Linked DNA regions of Mus musculus: region 1 is linked to region 2. Evidence: chromatin contacts called from public promoter capture Hi-C data. All regions are on one chromosome and are shown on one strand. Each heading gives the region's core, a stretch centred on a gene start, on an enhancer-like site or on the middle of the called end of the contact. The rest is flanking DNA. Distances are from core to core; before and after follow the strand shown.

The links. Promoter capture Hi-C pulls out the DNA fragments that hold promoters and counts their contacts.
Region 1: a contact with region 2 is called in a promoter capture Hi-C map of frontonasal cranial neural crest. The contact joins the promoter of Dusp5 here to the promoter of Frat2 in region 2.

What each region holds. Positions count from the first base shown.
Region 1 is chr19:53,524,574-53,530,622 of GRCm38.p6, forward strand. It overlaps Dusp5 (dual specificity phosphatase 5), which reads left to right and starts at 4,572. Exons shown (of 4, transcript NM_001085390.2): 1 at 4,572-5,123. The coding sequence starts at 4,745.
Region 2 is chr19:41,846,823-41,852,720 of GRCm38.p6, forward strand. Frat2 (frequently rearranged in advanced T cell lymphomas 2) reads right to left here and starts at 1,310. Exons shown (of 1, transcript NM_177603.3): 1 at 1-1,310. The coding sequence starts at 1,089. The coding sequence ends at 394.

The sequences.
Region 1 (6,049 bases), core at 3,322-5,821, about 12 Mb after region 2:
TGTTTCCATCACATCCTTGTGTGTCTCCATCACATCCCTGTGTCTCCATCACATCCCTGTGTGTCTCCATCACATCCCTGTGTGTCTCCATCACACCCCTGTGTGTCTCCATCACATCCCTGTGTCTCCATCACATCCTTGTGTGTCTCCATCACATCCCTGTGTTTCCATCACATCCTTGTGTGTCTCCATCACATCCCTGTGTCTCCATCACATCCCTGTGTCTCCATCACATCCCTGTGTGTCTCCATCACATCCCTGTGTGTCTCCATCACATCCCTGTGTGTCTCCATCACATCCCTGTGTGTCTCCATCACATCCCTGTGTTTCCATCACATCCTTGTGTGTCTCCATCACATCCCTGTGTCTCCATCACATCCTTGTGTCTCCATCACATCCCTGTGTGTCTCCATCACATCCCTCGTGTGTCTCCATCACATCCGTGTGTCTCCATCACATCCCTGTGTCTCCATCACATCCCTGTGTCTCCATCACATCCCTCGTGTCTCCATCACATCCCTGTGTGTCTCCATCACACCCCTGTGTGTCTCCATCACATCCCTGTGTCTCCATCACATCCTTGTGTGTCTCCATCACATCCCTGTGTTTCCATCACATCCTTGTGTGTCTCCATCACATCCCTGTGTCTCCATCACATCCCTGTGTCTCCATCACATCCCTGTGTGTCTCCATCACATCCCTGTGTGTCTCCATCACATCCCTGTGTGTCTCCATCACATCCCTGTGTGTCTCCATCACATCCCTGTGTTTCCATCACATCCTTGTGTGTCTCCATCACATCCCTGTGTCTCCATCACATCCTTGTGTCTCCATCACATCCCTGTGTGTCTCCATCACATCCCTCGTGTGTCTCCATCACATCCGTGTGTCTCCATCACATCCCTGTGTCTCCATCACATCCCTGTGTCTCCATCACATCCCTCGTGTCTCCATCACATCCCTGTGTGTCTCCATCACACCCCTGTGTGTCTCCATCACATCCCTGTGTCTCCATCACATCCTTGTGTGTCTCCATCACATCCCTGTGTGTCTCCATCACATCCCTGTGTCTCCATCACATCCTTGTGTGTCTCCATCACATCCCTGTGTGTCTCCATCACATCCCTGTGTTTCCATCACATCCCTGTGTCTCCATCACATCCCTGTGTCTCCATCACATCCCTGTGTGTCTCCATCACATCCCTGTGTGTCTCCATCACATCCCTGTGTCTCCATCACATCCCTGTGTGTCTCCATCACATCCTTGTGTGTCTCCATCACATCCCTGTGTCTCCATCACATCCTTGTGTCTCCATCACATCTCTGTGTCTCCATCACATCCCTGTGTGTCTCCATCACATCCCTGTGTCTCCATCACGTCCCTGTGTCTCCATCACATCCCTGTGTGTCTCCATCACATCCCTGTGTGTCTCCATCACATCCCTGTGTGTCTCCATCACGTCCCTGTGTCTCCATCACATCCCTGTGTGTCTCCATCACATCCCTGTGTGTCTCCATCACATCCCTGTGTCTCCATCACATCCCTGTGTGTCTCCATCACATCCCTGTGTCTCCATCACATCCCTGTGTCTCCATCACATCCGTGTGTCTCCATCACATCCGTGTGTCTCCATCACATCCCTGTGTCTCCATCACATCCCTGTGTCTCCATCACATCCCTGTGTCTCCATCACATCCCTGTGTCTCCATCACATCCCTGTGTCTCCATCACATCCCTGTGTCTCCATCACATCCCTGTGTCTCCATCACATCCCTGTGTCTCCATCACATCCCTGTGTCTCCATCACATCCCTGTGTCTCCATCACATCCCTGTGTCTCCATCACATCCCTGTGTCTCCATCACATCCCTGTGTCTCCATCACATCCCTTTGTCTCCATCACATCCATGTGTCTCCATCACATCCCTGTGTCTCCATCACATCCCTGTGTCTCCATCACATCCCTGTGTCTCCATCACATCCCCTTGGACCTTTTCTTTCTAAATCTTCTCCCATTCACGTGACTTCTTTCCAGCTGTAACCACTGCCTGCCAAGTTCAAGCAAGTCTTTACCGGCTCAGGCCTGGATTATCCATGAAAACTTGCTGTCCCTGTCCCTGACCTCAGTCTGGATCCCACTCCCACTCTCAGATAAAGCCTCCATCCTCCACAGAGCCACTTCCCTGATGACCTCAAATGGTAATTCAACCAGGTCACTAGGACCCAGTGCATAAGGTCCAAATGTCTCAAATTCTCTTTAGTTTTTAAGAATGGGACACATTTTCATTGGCTCCAGTGGGAAAAGACAAATGGGTTGGGCAGTGTGTAGCCTGAGACATCAGGCCTCGTGGGACAAGGTGACAGGATATTTTCTTTGTTGTAGCTTCCAGGTATGTAATTCATGCCTCTTGAAGGAGGGCAATCCAGATTGGCTGGTGTGCAATTCTAGGACCTTAGTGTGAGCCACCGTGAGCTGAACTTTCAGGGGAGCAATCTCTGCTGTGTAGATTGGGGCAGTCTGGTCCTAGGTGAGGGTCTCAGGGTTACTAGGCTGTGCCTCTATGGTACCATTCCAACCTGGCCTAACCTGCATCATGATTTCAGGGCAGCCTGCAGCTCTCTAGGAAGAAGGTGCCACCCAGAATGTTTCATGGGCTGTGGGGATGGTGGGTGAAGCCTCAGACGCTGAGTTTGATCTGTAGGTCCCTCATGGTGGAAGGAAAGAAAGGGTCCCTTGTAAACTGACCTCTGACCCCCCCCCCCCCACACACACACACATGCAAACTGACAAAGTAAATAAACAGAAGCACAATGAAGTGAAGACAAAACCATGGGTTTGCAGAAGTGTTAATTTCTCTCTTCTGAGGGGGAGTCTTTCAAACACCTCCAGGCATAACAGGCTGGGTTGTTTCCTTCACAGCAAGTGGTTTCTACTCATTCTTGGAAGTTTGTCTCAGCTCTCATCGGCTGAGAAACTTTCTCCACTTCCACCACAGCCCACACACCATGGGTGTGCAGACACAGACACTTACAGAGGCCCGAGATGGGACCAGGCCTCCTCCCTGGGCTGGGGCTGATGGATTGGAGTCCTGCTTCCAGCCGTGTTACCAAGCGTCTAACACAAGACTGGCTGGTGCCGGTGCTGGGTATTCTTCGTGAGGCTTGAGATGAAAGACGTGGGTGGAGCCTGCTAGCTACAGCTTTGGTGTTTTTTTGTTTGTTTGTTTGTTTTGTGTGGGGGGTGGGGTGGGTGCGGGCGTCTATATTGCTTAGATTGGCCTCGGGTTTTTGATATTTTTTTCTCAGTCTCAAAGATGCTAAAATTACAGGCCAGCCACTGAATACTCAGGACAGAGTATACAGTGATTGAATCGATTGCTTGAATGAAGATATGACCCAGAAGCAATGCCAGCCATTATTGTTGCTGGGCTGATTGATTGGATAGCAGAATGTGATTTCTGCTTTCTCCTTAAAAAAAAAAATCTCATCCACTTATGGGGGCTGTAAATGGATGCAAGGGTTTGGTTTGTTTTGTTTTCCATGAAAAGATAACAGTGAAATAGTTGGCAAAGGATTTGTAGGCAGAACGCATTTGCATCCCACGTGCCCTGACAGCTAGCAGAGCCCTCAGTAAATACTTGCAGAGGGGACAAATCACACTTAATTTTCCGGGAATGGGGGCAGGCAGCATGAAGCTCCCGAGAGAATAGCGGGGGCAGACAGCCTGGGATTACATTTTATCCACCATAATCCCACAAATCCAGAAGCCACCCGGACAACAGTTTAACTGGACTGAGCCTTACAGCTCCCCACAAGCTGCCCAGAACCACAGAGCTCCCGAGTCGGTGTATTGTTCGGGGGTGGGGGTGGGGCTTTTTGTTTTGTTTTGTTCTTTGAGGCAGGGTCTCACTATGAAGCTCGGGTGGTACATTGGAGAGAGCAATCTTTGGAGAGAGCCAAAAGGGGACTGTCAATCATCCGAAGTAGAATCCACTTGACGTCTCCGGCTCACCCATTCACAACTCCTCCTTTTTACTCTCAGGAACTTTTATTACGGAAAATTAAAAGGTAACAAAAGTGGGGGTAACGTGTTAGAAAGAAGCCCCCAGTATCAAGATGACCAAGCCACGCCGCATCTCGGCTCATCTCAGAGGCTAAATCTCCTTGCAAACGCAGACACAACCGGGAGCGACCGGAATCCGGGATTCACCGGGAGGCCCCAGGGGCTCCGTAGCGCGGCCACGGTCACCTCCTCTTCCCGCACGGCGTGGGTCACCTCGGCCTGGTGGCGTTCCTGACACTCCACCGGTAGTCCGGGGTGATGCGTGAGTGAGTCTCTCGGCGCCGGGCCCCCCGAGAGAGGGAGCGATCGCCCGCCACTTCCTCTTTCTCGCTCTAAGACGCCCTCTCTCCAGCCTGCTCCTTGGGTGGAGGCGGGTGCCCGCAAGCTCCACCCATGGGCGTGGTCAGCCAGGGGGCGGGGAAATACCCATATTTGGCCTTATATGGGCACTCACGTCACAGGACGCGCACTCATTCACATAAAACGCTGCGCTGCCGGCGGAATCCCCAGCTTTCTGGGGCAGCGAGCGGCGGGGCCGGGAGCCCAGCGAGCGGGGCGTGGAGAGCGTCGCGCGGCCCCTCGCGCCGGGCTCCGTTTGCAGGCCACAGCCCCCGCGAGGTGGCCCGCCCGTCCTCTGGCAGCTGTGGGGCGCGCAGCGTCGGGCCGCTGGGTGGCAGCGGCATGAAGGTCACGTCGCTCGACGGGCGCCAGCTGCGCAAGATGCTCCGCAAGGAGGCGGAGGCGCGCTGCGTGGTGCTCGACTGCCGGCCCTACCTGGCCTTCGCCGCGTCGAGCGTGCGCGGCTCGCTCAACGTCAACCTCAACTCGGTGGTGCTGCGGCGGGCCCGGGGCGGCGCGGTGTCGGCGCGCTACGTGCTGCCCGACGAGGCGGCCCGCGCTCGGCTGCTGCAGGAGGGCGGCGGCGGTGTGGCGGCGGTGGTCGTGCTGGACCAGGGTAGCCGCCACTGGCAGAAGCTGCGGGAGGAGAGCGCCGCGCGCGTCGTGCTCACCTCGCTGCTGGCCTGCCTGCCCGCCGGCCCGCGGGTCTACTTCCTTAAAGGTGAGTTCGTCCGGGAGCAGACTGCCCTTTGCCACCCTCCCTTGCTCCCCTGCACCCTGTGTTACCAGGCCCCAGGGTTACCTCCCTGCATGGGAACTCTGGACCGGAGAAAGTCACCACTTGCGGGAGTATGCACCCCGGGGTTTGACGTGCGCTTGGGAGGTCCTTGCAACACGTCAGCGCCCAGGGCTTCCTTCTCCCCACCCGCCTTTCCTCGAAAGCGTCTGGCATCCTGTCTGTCCTCTGGGTTGGGTGGGCTGGGAAGGTGCTGCGGGCGGTGCTCCCTAATAGTTCCGGGGGCCCAGAGCTCATGCTGGTCATTGGCGCCGTTGGCAGGCCACGGGGGTCGGAACCTTTCTGTACAGATCAGCGCGATCAAACAAGTTGAGACCCTCCCCCAGGAGAGTGGCGCCGCGGTGTCCCCTTTCTTCCCGCCTAGACAATTAGAGCACGTTAGGCTGTGTCTTGGTGGGCCTCTTGCCTTTTTGACCCTGGCAAGTCCCTCCCCTTCCTCTCCCTTTATTGCTTTTTATTGTTATCCTCCAGCCTCCTCCTCCTCCTCTCCCCAAATAGGCCGTTCTCAAGCTTAATTTGGGAACTGACAGCTTTCCCACCCCTTTCATCCTGTCATCCCCAGCAGGGGATTATCCTCAGAGACTACCAACCGGCCAACCTAGTTAAGAGAGGTGCTGCAGAGGCTGCAAAGATTCAGAGGAGATTCTGAGGCCTTTGATTTTAGGCCTCCGAGAGCTGCCTGCAGGCCCGACTTATTTCACCTGCTGTCGAGATAACTTTGGCTTCCGGTTGTGGGTGTGTGATTACTCTCAAACCCCACATCATTGATTTCTGGGTCATTTCCTGTGACTGCTCCTGCCTTCTAACCTCAAAAGTATGGGAACACTGGCCTGGGTGCAGGGGAGAGAGCT
Region 2 (5,898 bases), core at 60-2,559:
AACCGCTCTGCTCTGCAATTGTAGCACCATATTCAGAAAGCTTCTGTACCCGAAAATAACGAGATCATATCTACTATTGGTTTTTCAAGTATTGTTAGAAGCCCTCCCGATTCCCGCCCCTGCGAGCCACATCTATAAACAATCCAAGCACACGATAAGGGCTAAGTCAGGTCCAAGTGGATTAAGTAGCTGCCACAGTTCAACCGGTAGATCCCAGGTCCTCGGCTGCTGGTGCTACTCAGTAGAGTCCGTTTTCTCTAACAGCCTCTCGCGGCCGGTAACTTTGAGGCTGTAGCCCGAGGGATGGACGACAGCTCCTGCTCCGCACAGTCCCGGGCAAGACACTGTTGGATCAGCGTAGCGGCGTCCTCTTCCTCCTCCAGGGATCCCCTGTCAGAGCCAGGCGCCCGAGGGCTGCAGAGTGACTGAGTCCGGTCCGCTTCGGCCACCCCCGGACCCCGGAGCGCTCGCGGGGCTCGTGGCCGCAACCGCGGCGACCGCTCGCTGGAGTCTGCGCACCGCCTCCTTGATGAGGTTTCCGGAGAGCACGAGCTGCTGCAGGAGCCGGTGCGGGTCGTCGTCGGCCGCGCGCGCTCCGCCTGCTGTCCACCGCCGCTGCTGGATTCGGTGAGAAGCCACGGAGCCGGGGAGCCACCCTCGCCGCCCCGGCCCGGGAAGCGCGCTGGCACCCGGGGCGATCTCCGCAACGCAGTAGGGCGCCGATCGGCCCCGCACACGCCCGCGCTCCCCCAGCACGCAGCGCACGGCCCCCGGAGGCGCAGGGTCCCCGGTCTCTGCTGACCCCGTCGGCCGCAGCAGCCGCCTCGCTGGGGTCCCGGTCTTGTCCGCCGACAGCGCCGCCAGGACCCGCGGAGGCGCGGGTGGGGGACCCGGGGCGGCACACGGCGAGGCCGGGCGATCGTGCGCCGTGTCCAGCTGCAGCGTCTCGCCGATCTGGACGATGAGCCGATCCACGTCGGTCGAGCCGCCCAGAGTCACCGACTGCTGCAGCAGGAGGAAGCTGTCGTCGTCCTCCTCCCCCTCTGCCTCGTCGCCGGCTTCCTCCTCCTCCTCTCTCCGGCAAGGCATGGCCCCCCGCCCGGGCCCCCGCGGCTGTGCGGGCGTCGCTGGCAGCTCGGTTGGCCGCGGGCTCGGCGAGCCGCGGCTGGGGCGGGAGCGCGGCGGAGGCCCAAGCCGGGCCAGGAGGGGGCCGAGCCTGGGGATGCGGAAGCCGGGACCACCGGGCAGAGGTACCGCGCGCCTTAGAGCCGCGGGAGCCGGAACGCTGCCGGCTTGGGTTGATTTGTAAACAATGGGTGACGTCGCGCGGCTCCTACCACCGCGCGCGACCGTGGGGGGAGACGTTCGCTAGAAGACTTAGGGGCGCGGGACGGCGCAAACCGTGCGAGACCACTGCCCACACTGTCTGCCCAGAGATAGTTTATATGGTTGCGAGCGATTCCGGGGACGGGGCACCGACTTCGCCGAGCCCAGGTCCTAGGACCTCTCGGTCCTAGGAGGCACCCTCGGCGACTGCCAATTGGCTGCTCCCACTCGCGGACACACCCCCAGCACACCCAGCCCCTCCTCTGCCGCGCCCGCTCCAGCCCCACGTGTGGGTAACGCCTGCGCTGGCCCGGGGAGGGGCGACCCCGACGGTTGGGAAGCCGACCCTGTGGTCAGAGCTTCTCAGACTTGCTCCGGTTTCTCAGAGCTACATCGAATTGACTTTTTTTGTAGTTCAAACGAAAATGTTCTCGTAACCATAGGATTCAAACGAGATTAACAGGCTTCCCCCCCCCCCCTTCATCCTCCTCTTTGTACATTATACAGCCACACACAAAAGCATTGCAGTCGCATTAAATTATAAACGCTTTTTCCGGTGACTGCACGCGCTTTGAAAACACTGTACCGATTACGTAAGTTTCCATTAAGTACTTGTAATTGTTTAAATTCCTTCAACGGTTGCTGTTTCTCTGAGTTCGCCGTTGTAGTAAGTGTGTGACTAATGCTCTTTCCCATAAAACTTTTCCAAATTTATGATTCATTTTTCAGAGTACATTCCTAAGAGTGGAGTTTTAGGTCAAAGGATAAGAGTTTTTTTTAGTTTGGCCCTTTTATTTTTTGTAATATGTATGGAAAACCTAGAACTGGGTGAATACACTCTTATTAATATGTGATATACGTCATTCATTGAAACGACTAGAATTTAGTCATTGAAAACCTTATTGTGTATATGAGTCATGTTACAGGTGAAATTGACATTTTTCAGTTTGCCTGTTATATATATATATATATTTTTTTTTTGGTTTGGTTTGGTTTTGGTTATGGTTATTTATCTATTTATTTTGGTTTTTCGAGACAGGGTTTCTTTGTGTATCCCTGACTGTCCCGAAACTCACTCCGTAGACCAGGCTGGCCTCGAACTCAGAAATCCACCTGCTTCTGCCTCCCAAGTGCTGGGATTAAAAGCATGCGTCACCACTGCCTGGTTGGTTTTTTTTTTTTTTTTTAGACTGGGTTTCTCTGAGTAGCCCTGCTGTCCTGGAACTCACCCTGTAGACCAGGCTGGCCTCAAACTCAAAGATCTGCCTGCCTCTGCCTCCCAAGTGCTGGGAGCATCCTGGCTAGCTTCCTTTGAGACTTCTTTTTTTTTTTTTTTTTTTTTTCTTTTTTCGAGACAGGGTTTCTCGGTATAGCCCTGATAGCCCGGGCTGTCTTGAAACTTACTCTGTGGACCAGGCTGGCCTCGAACTCAGAAATCCACCTGCCTCTACCTCCCAAGTGTTGGTATCAAAGGCGTGTGCCACCACGCCATTCTAACAATGGTAGATCTAGTCTCCCTACCTTGTTGCTGTTATTTGGAGGGTTTTGTTTCTTTCTCAAATCCATCCGTAATTTTTTTTCTTTTTGTTTTTTTTCGATTGGTCTTTGATTCAGGGAGATGAGATGAAATTAATTTTCTCCCCTCCCTTCCCCCTCGGCTTGCCAACCAGGGCAATATTTCCTGGTTGAAACAGAGGAGTGTGGTCGTTACACAGAGGCTGTGTCCTGAGTTTCCAGATGCTGGGAACTGGTGGGTATGAAGGATGGGTGGGGCTGGAAATATTCTGATCTGTCTTATGGGAACCAAAAGAGCTCTAAACAGGTTGTACAAAGACCTAGATTCAAGTCTCATCCCTACTACAAACTGGGTGTGGGACTCCTGGCCAATCAGTTTACAGGTGTTTTCACTTGTAAAATGGAAAAAAAAAAAAAAAATCCCTGCCCTGCCTCCTTTGGAGATTGTTTTCAGGATCAAACGAGGTGATGGGAGCAGGCTTTGTCAGGCATTACACAAATGTACTGTGGGATTAGGCCCAGTGCTTTACTGACTCTGGGCTCTCTTCCAGCAATTTCCCTGGGGAAAGAGCTAATATCTTAATAATAAATGTTATCCCCTGAGCCCACTAAGTAATGCAGACCCTGAAGGCAATCCCACTAGGGCCGGAATGGCCCTTAGAATCCTAGACTTTGTGCTATCTGTCGACTCTGCCCTGGAATGGGTTAGGGACTTCCTGAAAGCACTCTCCCAAATTTCAAGGTGTGTCATAACTACAGCAGTTCGGCAGGTTTGGCTGAGAGCACCTTCCCATCAGGCAGCTCCCTCCTCCATCTCCATCTCCATCTCCCATCTCTTCACACTCTTTTACTGTTGAAAACCGGAAGCTGTTCTCCCCAGAGATAAAGTCTCATTTTCATTCTGATGGTACTTACTGGAGAATTTCAAGGAGAATGAAAATTACGAGAGGGCTTATGGATTTCAGCAGAGTTAAGATGGCAATTCCACACCCCCCTTCTCTGCTCTGTAAGATGATGCCTGGCTGTAAGTAGAGAAAAGCAGTTTTATGCTCCATTGGCTTTAAACATTAATGGGTCTGGCAAAGCTATTGTTTCTAACCCAGCATCCCTGGAAGTTGTTTTGTCTTCCTGTCAGAGTAATTCCAACAGTGTTCTTACTACTGTAGGGAATGGAGCCGTGAGAAGGCGTTTAAAAAAAGAAGAAAGAGAGGGGAGAAAAAAGCCTTCCCTTTGTAACGTTGCTTTTGTGTGGAGATTGCTATGTAAATATGCCGAGGTGCAGATGTGTTAGACGTTCATTACAGAGCTGAATGCCTTTCAGTAGGAGCCCTGCTCCATTTTCTCGGCCACTTCTCTGGAGAGCCTGGAAAGAGATGCCTGTGCTGGGCCAGTGGGAGGTGGAGAGGAGTATCCTGGGTTAGGAAGCAAAACACAAAATGTGAGAGAGGCCCAGATGCAATTAACAGTAACGAGAAGGTATCCAAAGAGGAAGTAATGCAAGCGGACCGTGGCTGGCACCCTGGCTACCGGCCTGGAAAGGAGACATTGCAAGCATTCAGAGTCCTGCAGTAACCTAGGACTCCGGGGCTTCAGCATTCCTTCAGGCCACAGAGACACCACCCGGGCCTCATTTTAACATACCTGCCTCCAGAGACACCAGCTAGGGTAATGGGGAACCCATTGGGTGAGGTCACTTCATGTGTGTGTGTGTGTGCTCCCATTGCTAATCTGTAAGATAGGGGATGCTGTATTCTGGAAGGCTGAGGGTTAGTACTAGAGTGGAGTTACACCCTAGGGAGCAGCAATACTTTTAGGATGTTGACATGCGAAAAGGGAGTGCTGCCATTGGTTGATGAGCGGATAACAAAGGAAGCAGGAACGGTTCCACTCCTGGTAAGAGATTCAATCCAGAGCCCTTTAAAAACAAACAAACAAACAAACCCAAAACAACAACAACAACAACAACAACAACAACAACAACAACAACAACAAAACCCATGCTACTGATGACGTTAAAAGGAACTAAAGGGGCCTGGGGACAGCTCATGGGTAAAGTGCTTCCCCATGCAAGCATTAAGAACCCGAGTTCTCGAATCCCCTCCACCCACTTAAAAAGTTAAGCAAAGTCATGTTCACCCAGTGTGGGAAGGCAGAGAGAGAAGGACCCCAAGAGTTCTCTGACCAGTCACTCCTGTCAATCACTGTGCTCTGGGTTCTCTGACCAGTCACTCCTGCCAGTCATTGTGCTCTGGGTTCACTGAGAGATCCTGTCTTTTAAAAAAAAGTAAGGTGAAAATGATTGGGGAAGATACCCAGTGTGTCCTCTGGCTTCCACACACGCATGCATGCATGGGTATATTATACCTGTACATACATACATACGTGTGCATACGTAAAAGACATAGAGACAAATTGTAAAGAGTGATGTACTGACACATGCTGTAGCCTGAGTGTCAGTGAAAAGACAAAGGTCACATTGCATGTGCCTACCACAGAGAAACCCTAGCAGTGGTGGCGCATGCCTTTAATCCCAGCACTTGGGAGGCAGAGGCAGGTGGATTTCTTTCTTTTTTGTTTTTTGTTTTGGTTTTGGTTTTTGGTTTTTCAAGACAGGGTTTCTCTGTATAGCCCTGGCTGTCCTGGAACTCACTCTGTAGACCAGGCTGGCCTCTAACTCAGAAATCTGCCTACCTCTGCCTCCCAAGTGCTGGGATTAAAGTGTGCACCACCACTGCCCCGGCTGGCAGGTGGATTTCTAAGTTCGAGGCCAGCCTGGTCTACAAAGTGAGTTCCAGGACAGTCAGGGCTATACAGAGAAACCCTGTCTCAACCCCCCCCCCCCAAAAAAAAAAAGAAAGAAAGAAAAAAAACAAACCAAACGTATGCTATATCTAGCATTTGGTTCCCATCTTTATTCATAATCGGAGCCACAGTCTGTTTGCTGACAGGAAATAATCTTATCACCATTTTCCAACCCATGCAAGGCTGCTCTTCTTCAGTTTTGAGGGCACACTGAAAGCAACACATAGAAACGGCCATCTAAAGGCCAGCTCAACT